Linked DNA regions of Macaca mulatta: region 1 is linked to region 2. The links are chromatin contacts, called in public Hi-C maps. All regions are on one chromosome and are shown on one strand. The core of a region is the stretch at or near the end of the contact, and the rest is flanking DNA. Distances in the headings are between cores, read along the strand shown. Region 1 overlaps WNK1 (WNK lysine deficient protein kinase 1). Region 2 holds the start of NINJ2 (ninjurin 2).

Evidence for each region. A called contact is a pair of places that touch in the nucleus more often than the background predicts.
Region 1: a Hi-C map of CD4 T cells shows a contact between it and region 2, with 2.6 times the contacts expected there. The contact joins the enhancer-like site here to the promoter of NINJ2 in region 2. A contact is called at or near these places in 2 of 14 Hi-C or Micro-C datasets (CD4 T cells and cortical neurons).

What each region holds. Positions count from the first base shown.
Region 1 is chr11:1,597,039-1,600,176 of T2T-MMU8v2.0, forward strand. All of the region lies in intron 2 of WNK1 (WNK lysine deficient protein kinase 1), which reads left to right. Among named protein-coding and RNA genes, the nearest start is that of WNK1, 64 kb to the left of the region's middle. Within about 2 kb of position 1,578, at least 4 of the 40 cell types and tissues checked have an H3K27ac peak or open chromatin away from gene starts, as enhancers often do. A contact at or near this core is called in CD4 T cells, where this site is marked.
Region 2 is chr11:1,439,024-1,442,200 of T2T-MMU8v2.0, forward strand. It overlaps NINJ2 (ninjurin 2), which reads right to left and starts at 1,722. Exons shown (of 4, transcript XM_015150712.3): 1 at 1,468-1,722. The coding sequence starts at 1,635.

The DNA of each region.
Region 1 (3,138 bases), core at 328-2,827, 160 kb after region 2:
TATGAGAAATCTAATGCTGCTGACAGGAGGCAGAGCTCAGGTGGTCATGCGAGCAATGAGGGAGCAGCTGTAAATACAGATGAAGCTTTGCTTCCTTGCCTGCCACCCACCTCCTGCTATGTGGCCAAGTTCCTAAAAGGCCATGGACTGGTATCAACCTGTGGTCTAGTGGTTGGGGACCCCTGGTGTCTTAGAGGATCTATTTTTACCCAGAGAAGAACCTGTTTTAAGTTATCTTGTATAAATTTTTTATTTGGTGAAATTCGATATTTTAAAATTGTCACTGTGGCGATATATTCTTTATTAATTGTTAAAGTTAATACTGCTGAGCTGATTAATTCCAGATCATTGGAATACAGTGTTATAGCACCTGGATATAGTCACTTGCATGTATTCTGAAATGCTTACAGTTAACATGTTGAAACATTAACAGATCATTTCTGTCCTGCAAATTCTAATTTCTTTATCCAACTTCCACACTTGTTTATGGCAATACCTTTATCCTTGTTAGATAGGCTTCTTGATATTCTCTTTTCTTCCACTAGAATGTGCTAACTAGCACTATATACCTAGCACTATGAACAAGTGCTATATATCACATTCTAGTGGAAGTACCTAATACTGAATGATAAGCGTTTGAATGAATTAAGGAGAATTATGTGGTAGTAATTATGTGTACATCTTGAGATTCTTTCCATTGGTTTGGATACTTAGTTGGTTGTCAACTGTTTGTCTGGCATGCCTAAGATTACTCTAAAATACAATGGTTTACTTGTTTAAAAAACTATACTGAGGGGCTTTGGGTAACATAGTGGGGTAAGCCCCCGTGGAATGGCTGTCCCCCAGCAACAAACTGAAATGTGGAATATAATAAAAGTTTTTTCCAATACATATCTAAGCTTTAAGGAAAGAGAGGTTAACCTCCAGATAATAAGCAGAGATAACTCGAAGCCAAAACAGGAACTTATACTCTGGGATTTTAGACCACATATTGGTTGAGAAGTTGATGCTAATTTTAATGTCCATGCAAGGACAGAAAGCCTTAGAACTAGGTAGAGAGGGGAGCTAGAACGTAGCCTGTGTCAAAAAACTGAATTATCCATGAAAAGAGAGACCTTAATGCCCTAGCCAGTGAAAGCTGCAAGGAATTTTACCTGTGTGCAGAAGACTGTGGATAAGAGGGGAGACCTATGAAAAATAGAAATTCCCATCAGATGCTACCAGTGTTCTTAATTATTCTGTAATCTTCTTTTTTTTTTTTTTGGAGACAGGGTCTCACTCTGTTGCCCAGGACAGAGTGCAGCGGCACAATCATAGCTCACTGCAGCCTCAAACTCCTGGGCCCAGGGAATCCTTCCACCTCAGCCTCCCGAGTACCTGGGACTATAGTTGCTCACCACCATACCTGGCTAATTAAAAAAAATTATTTTTTTTTTTGGTAGAGACAGTGTATATTTTGCTGCCCAGGCTGCTCTCAAACTCCTGAGCTCATCGCGATTTGGCCTTATCCCGATTTGACCTCCCAAACTGCTGGGATTACAAGCATGAGCCACGGTGCCCAGCCTGTTTGGTATTCTTCCATCTCATATGTAGATGGCGCTGTAACATAAATTTATACCATCTACTTGGTACAGGAGTCCCAAACCAAAGAACGTACATCATAATTGATCAGGAACTGAAAGAAAACTCCCAGGGACATTTTCACAGTTCCTTGGTCACTGTCCAGAGGCAAAACAGTTTCCAGAGAAGATGACCTCACAATTAAATTACAGATCATACCAATGAAGGTGAATAGACACAACCAGAAAATAGCACTTCAACAATTAAAGATATTATGGACAAGTCTGAAAGTGATTACAATTATTTACATAATGATGTCAGTAAAGATATATGTAAGTGTATATGAAGTGTATAAAAGAAAAGAAGGAATTGAAGGAATAAGACACCATCAAAGAAAAAAAAGACAGGCATAATTTAAAAGCTTCTGAAGAACTTCTAGAAATGTGAACATTAAAATTCAAACTTAAATGGTTTAATGGTTAAACAACAGACTAAATTGACAGGAATAATAACTATAAAGAAATGAGCAACAGAAGGCACAAAAAAGACAGAAAATATTAAAAGAGGATGACACAGTAGTGAGAATACCCAGTTAGATTTAATTATCTAAAAGGGGTTTGTCTGTAATCCCAGCTACTCTGTAGGCTGAGGCAGAGAATCACTTGAGCCCAGGAGGTGGAGGTTGCAGTGAGCCGAGATCGTGCCTCTGCACTCCAGCCTGGGTGACACAGCGAGACTCCATCTCAAAAATAAAAATGAAAAAGTAGAGAGAATGAGAAAAGAAAAATTTCAGAATTTAAGAATTCTGATTGAGAATGTATACAGATTCCTAAGCAAGTAGGTTGAAAACATTCATATTCATTTCTGGAAGAATGAGTAACTAGGACCATTGGCAGCATTTGGAGAGCCAAATTGGGAAGGAATGGGAATTAACTCCAAAATACATGCTTTTTGGACCTTTTGAGTTTCTACCTTTGTTCTGTATGTGTATTTACATTGAAGCAGGTAAAACACCCATAGCTGAAAAATAAGATGGGAATATATGAGTTAGAAAATTTGGATTAAGGCCGGGTGTGGTAGTTCACACCTGTAATCCCAGCACTTTGAGAGGCCGAGGTGGGTGGATCATCTGAGGTCAGGATCACCTGAGGTCAGCTCGAAACCAGCCTGTCCAACATGGTAAAACCCTGTCTCTACTAAAAATACAAAAATTAGCTGGGTGTGATGACGGGCACCTGTAATCTCAGCTACTCAGGAGGCTGAGGCAAGAGAATCGCTTGACCCTGCAGGTGGAGGTTGCAGTGAGCCAACTGCACTCTAGCCTGGGTGACAGAGTGAGACTCCATCTCAAAAAAAGAAAAAAGAAAATTTGGATTAAAAATTGAAATAAATTTACTTATTTTTTTTAAATAGACATGAAATTCGAATATCATACAATTAACCGTTTTAGAATGTACAATTCAGTGGCACTTAGTACATTCACAATGTTTTGTAAGTACCACATCTATCAAGTTACTAAACATTTTAGTACATTTAGTACATTACACTTAGTACATTCACAATGTGTAACTAAGTGTA
Region 2 (3,177 bases), core at 472-2,971:
AGTGTGTACCAAGAGTTGCCTCATGCACGAGGGCTGCAGCAGTGAATAAAACAGGGAGGCCCTGATCTCAGAGATCTTGTGTCCTAGTGAGAGTGACAGGCAATACATACTAAATAAATAAGCGATGTAACTTTAGGTGGTGAGCAGTGCTGTGAAAGAAATTAAACAAATGATAAAGACAAACTGGGGAGGAGGCATCCTGTAAAGAGGTTGGTCAGAGGAGGTCTCCCTGGGGAAGTAGCATTTGAGCTGAGACCTGAATGTACTAGGAAGGGCCAGTCAGGAGATAAGCCAGGGAAAGAAGGTTCCAGACAGAGGGACCAGCAAGCCTCGCGGTGGGACCGCTGTCGGGGCTGGCTGCCAATCCAGGAGAACAACACTGGGTATGCAGTTGTACTTGGTGAATGGTTTTGATACAGCACACCAAGCAGTCCTGCGAGTTCCCTCGTGGTGCCTCAATGGTGGAGGGGCCAAGGACGGAGACTCTGCCAGACTCACGCCAACCTGCCCAAAACACACACAGAGAACGAGAGAGAGAGAGAGAGAGAGAGAGAGAGAGACGCATGCACATACTCTGCTTCAACAAAAGAGCTCTTCTTTAATCTGAAGTCTATATTGGGTGGCTGCCTAAGATTTTGTTCGAGGACCAGGTTCAAGGATCAGAAATTCTTGATCTCAAAAGTCCTTTTCCACACTTTGTTTGATTCTCTGAAATGTTACACAGTGGTTACAGCAGTGGTCATAGAAGGGTTGATTCTATTCTACCTGTTGACAGGGAGTCGGAGTACAGCTCCCAGCAATCTGGCTCTCCTCTCACCGTAACATCCCACCCCTTTCCCCTCCAGTGGTGGACTGGAACCTCCGATGCCTTCCAAGCCCATTCCAGCTAGAGAGGGACACACATCTCTGCCTCTTCCTAGGAGATTAGACTGATTTCCTTTCCTTGCAACTGTCCGAATGAGACGCTTTCTGTCCCACACAGTAGAGCTTTGTGATGACAGCCGAGAAACGGCTCAAGTTTTTTCCAACCTGTAAAATGCCAAGTTGGCCAGCTGCCTCTCTTCCTAGCCTCAAAACTCGTATCTTTCCTGTCTCCAAAGAACTGCCCGGCAGCTCGGAGGGAAGTGTCTGCTGTCCTGGGGCTTGGGGAAAGCACAGCTCAGAATGTGAAATCGTTTTCTGGTAATACGGAGCTAATTAGCTTTTTGACTGACGAGGAAGCAGAGGCCAAAAGGGATTTAACCAATCTGTTTTTCAGATATTTCAAAACAAGTGAAGAACCAGACAGGGAAATGGAGAGAAAGAGAAAATAAAGAGACAAAGTCTAGGGAGCGTTTGGAGACGGGGGTGAGTGAGAAAGAGAACGGGGAGGGAGACTATCAAGTGGCTAAAGTATCAACCCTCTGTTCTTCCAGCTTCACCTCTACTCCCGATTTCCCCTCGGCCTCTCTTCCAGAGAGAACTTACTTGAAGGTTGATGACTTCTCTTTCTGATTCCATCTCGCTGTCCTCAAGTCCCTTCACACGCACCGGGTGCCGGGAACAGACTGCGTGGGCTCCTCCAGGCTCTGCCGTCTGAGTCTCTGCGGCTTTCGGATAGGAGAGAGCACACAGCTGGCGGGACAGACCTGCCATTCATCCCTCTGATGTGGGATGCCCGTCTTGGCTGCAGCCCCTGGGGGAGGTGTACACAGGCACACGCGCGTGTGTGTGTGTGTGCACATGTGTGTGCTGCAGGAGGTGGCACCTGGCACACTGAGAGGTGGCCTTCTGGGTTGGTAGTGACAGCATGATTTTCACCAGTGGCTCCAGTGACCTTCCGGTCCCAGCGGAGCCCTCTGAAGTCACCAGCCTGCTTTGAGCTAGGAGCTTTACGGCTGGCAAAGAAACCCTGGGTATTTATCAAGGAAATGGAAAAACAGCCTGAGGACAACACTATCTGACTTCACCGCTGAGTGGGGTCCCCAGTCCCCACGGGTGGGGTGACCTCCAGCAAGTCTCAATACTGAGGCATCGGGATTTCCGTTGTTCTTTGCTTCGTTCCCTATATCCCTGAAAGTTTTTTAAAAAATTGTAGTTTACCTAATAGGCTCCAAAGCATAGGCTGTATTCTACAAAGTGAGTAAACAATATGTTTTTATTGACAAATTGTTTGATTCCTTCAACTCCTCCCTTGATTAGCCATAGAGGGAGCAGGGAGAAGGTGTACCTTCGAAGCCCGTTTATGCAAGTAGCAGTATTCTCCCTGCTTTTAAAATAAACTTACCAGGGGCGAGTCTTTTTTTAGAAAGTTTCTTTTTTTTCTCTCCTGTTTACCTTAGAACCCAAAACTCTTCTGGTTTGTTCCTGAAGCAAGGTTTAGACACAAGCTTGTGCACGTGTGGGTGTGGGGATGTCCGTAGACGTGCGTGGCAGGGTGTTAACCTGTAATCCAATTCGGGGCTTAAAGAGGTGCGGGCGGGAGGAAAACAGGCAGAGTCACACGTTTACTCTCACCACATTCAAATGTTAAAAAAAAAAAAAAGTGATTTCTTCAGTTCTATGAAATGCCTTTATAAGTTCCCATCCCTCTGGACAGTGGTGCGAGGGAGGGTTGGACAATTGGATGGGGGTCATATTTTAGTCTAATCTATGAAGCATAGTTGGATTTATTCATTTAAATGGTAAACAGTCCACTTTAGACACATGCTCAGTCTTTCGGATTTGCAGAAGTTGGCATCTAGTTGCATGGGACGAGTGGGCTGTGGACGGTTCTTGGATCTATCCTGTGGCCTCTCCATCTCTGCTCGTTTCTGTCCTGGAGCTGCTGGGCCCATGGGCCTGCCCGAGTTGCTGACTGCTAAGGAGACACAGGTCCTCCTCCAGGGTCTCCTGCTGGCACTGGTGGCTGATGTCTGATACTGGGCTAGAGTCACTCATGGGTGATTCTCTTTCTGCTTTTGAGATCCAGTGGTCTCCCTTGCTGTCTGCGCTACCTTGGCTCGTGGCAATGCGGACCGTCCTGAGACCTGGCTTTGACTTGTATGCGCCCCCATCCCACTACAGCAGCTCAGTGGCCCCCATCTCTAAGATAAGCCCCTCGAAATTTTCCTGCGAGATGCTTGACCAGTGCTCCTGAGCCCCTTTGGACACATGGGAACGGACGGCTGCTGACGAAGGGCTGGAGAAAGGCAAGCT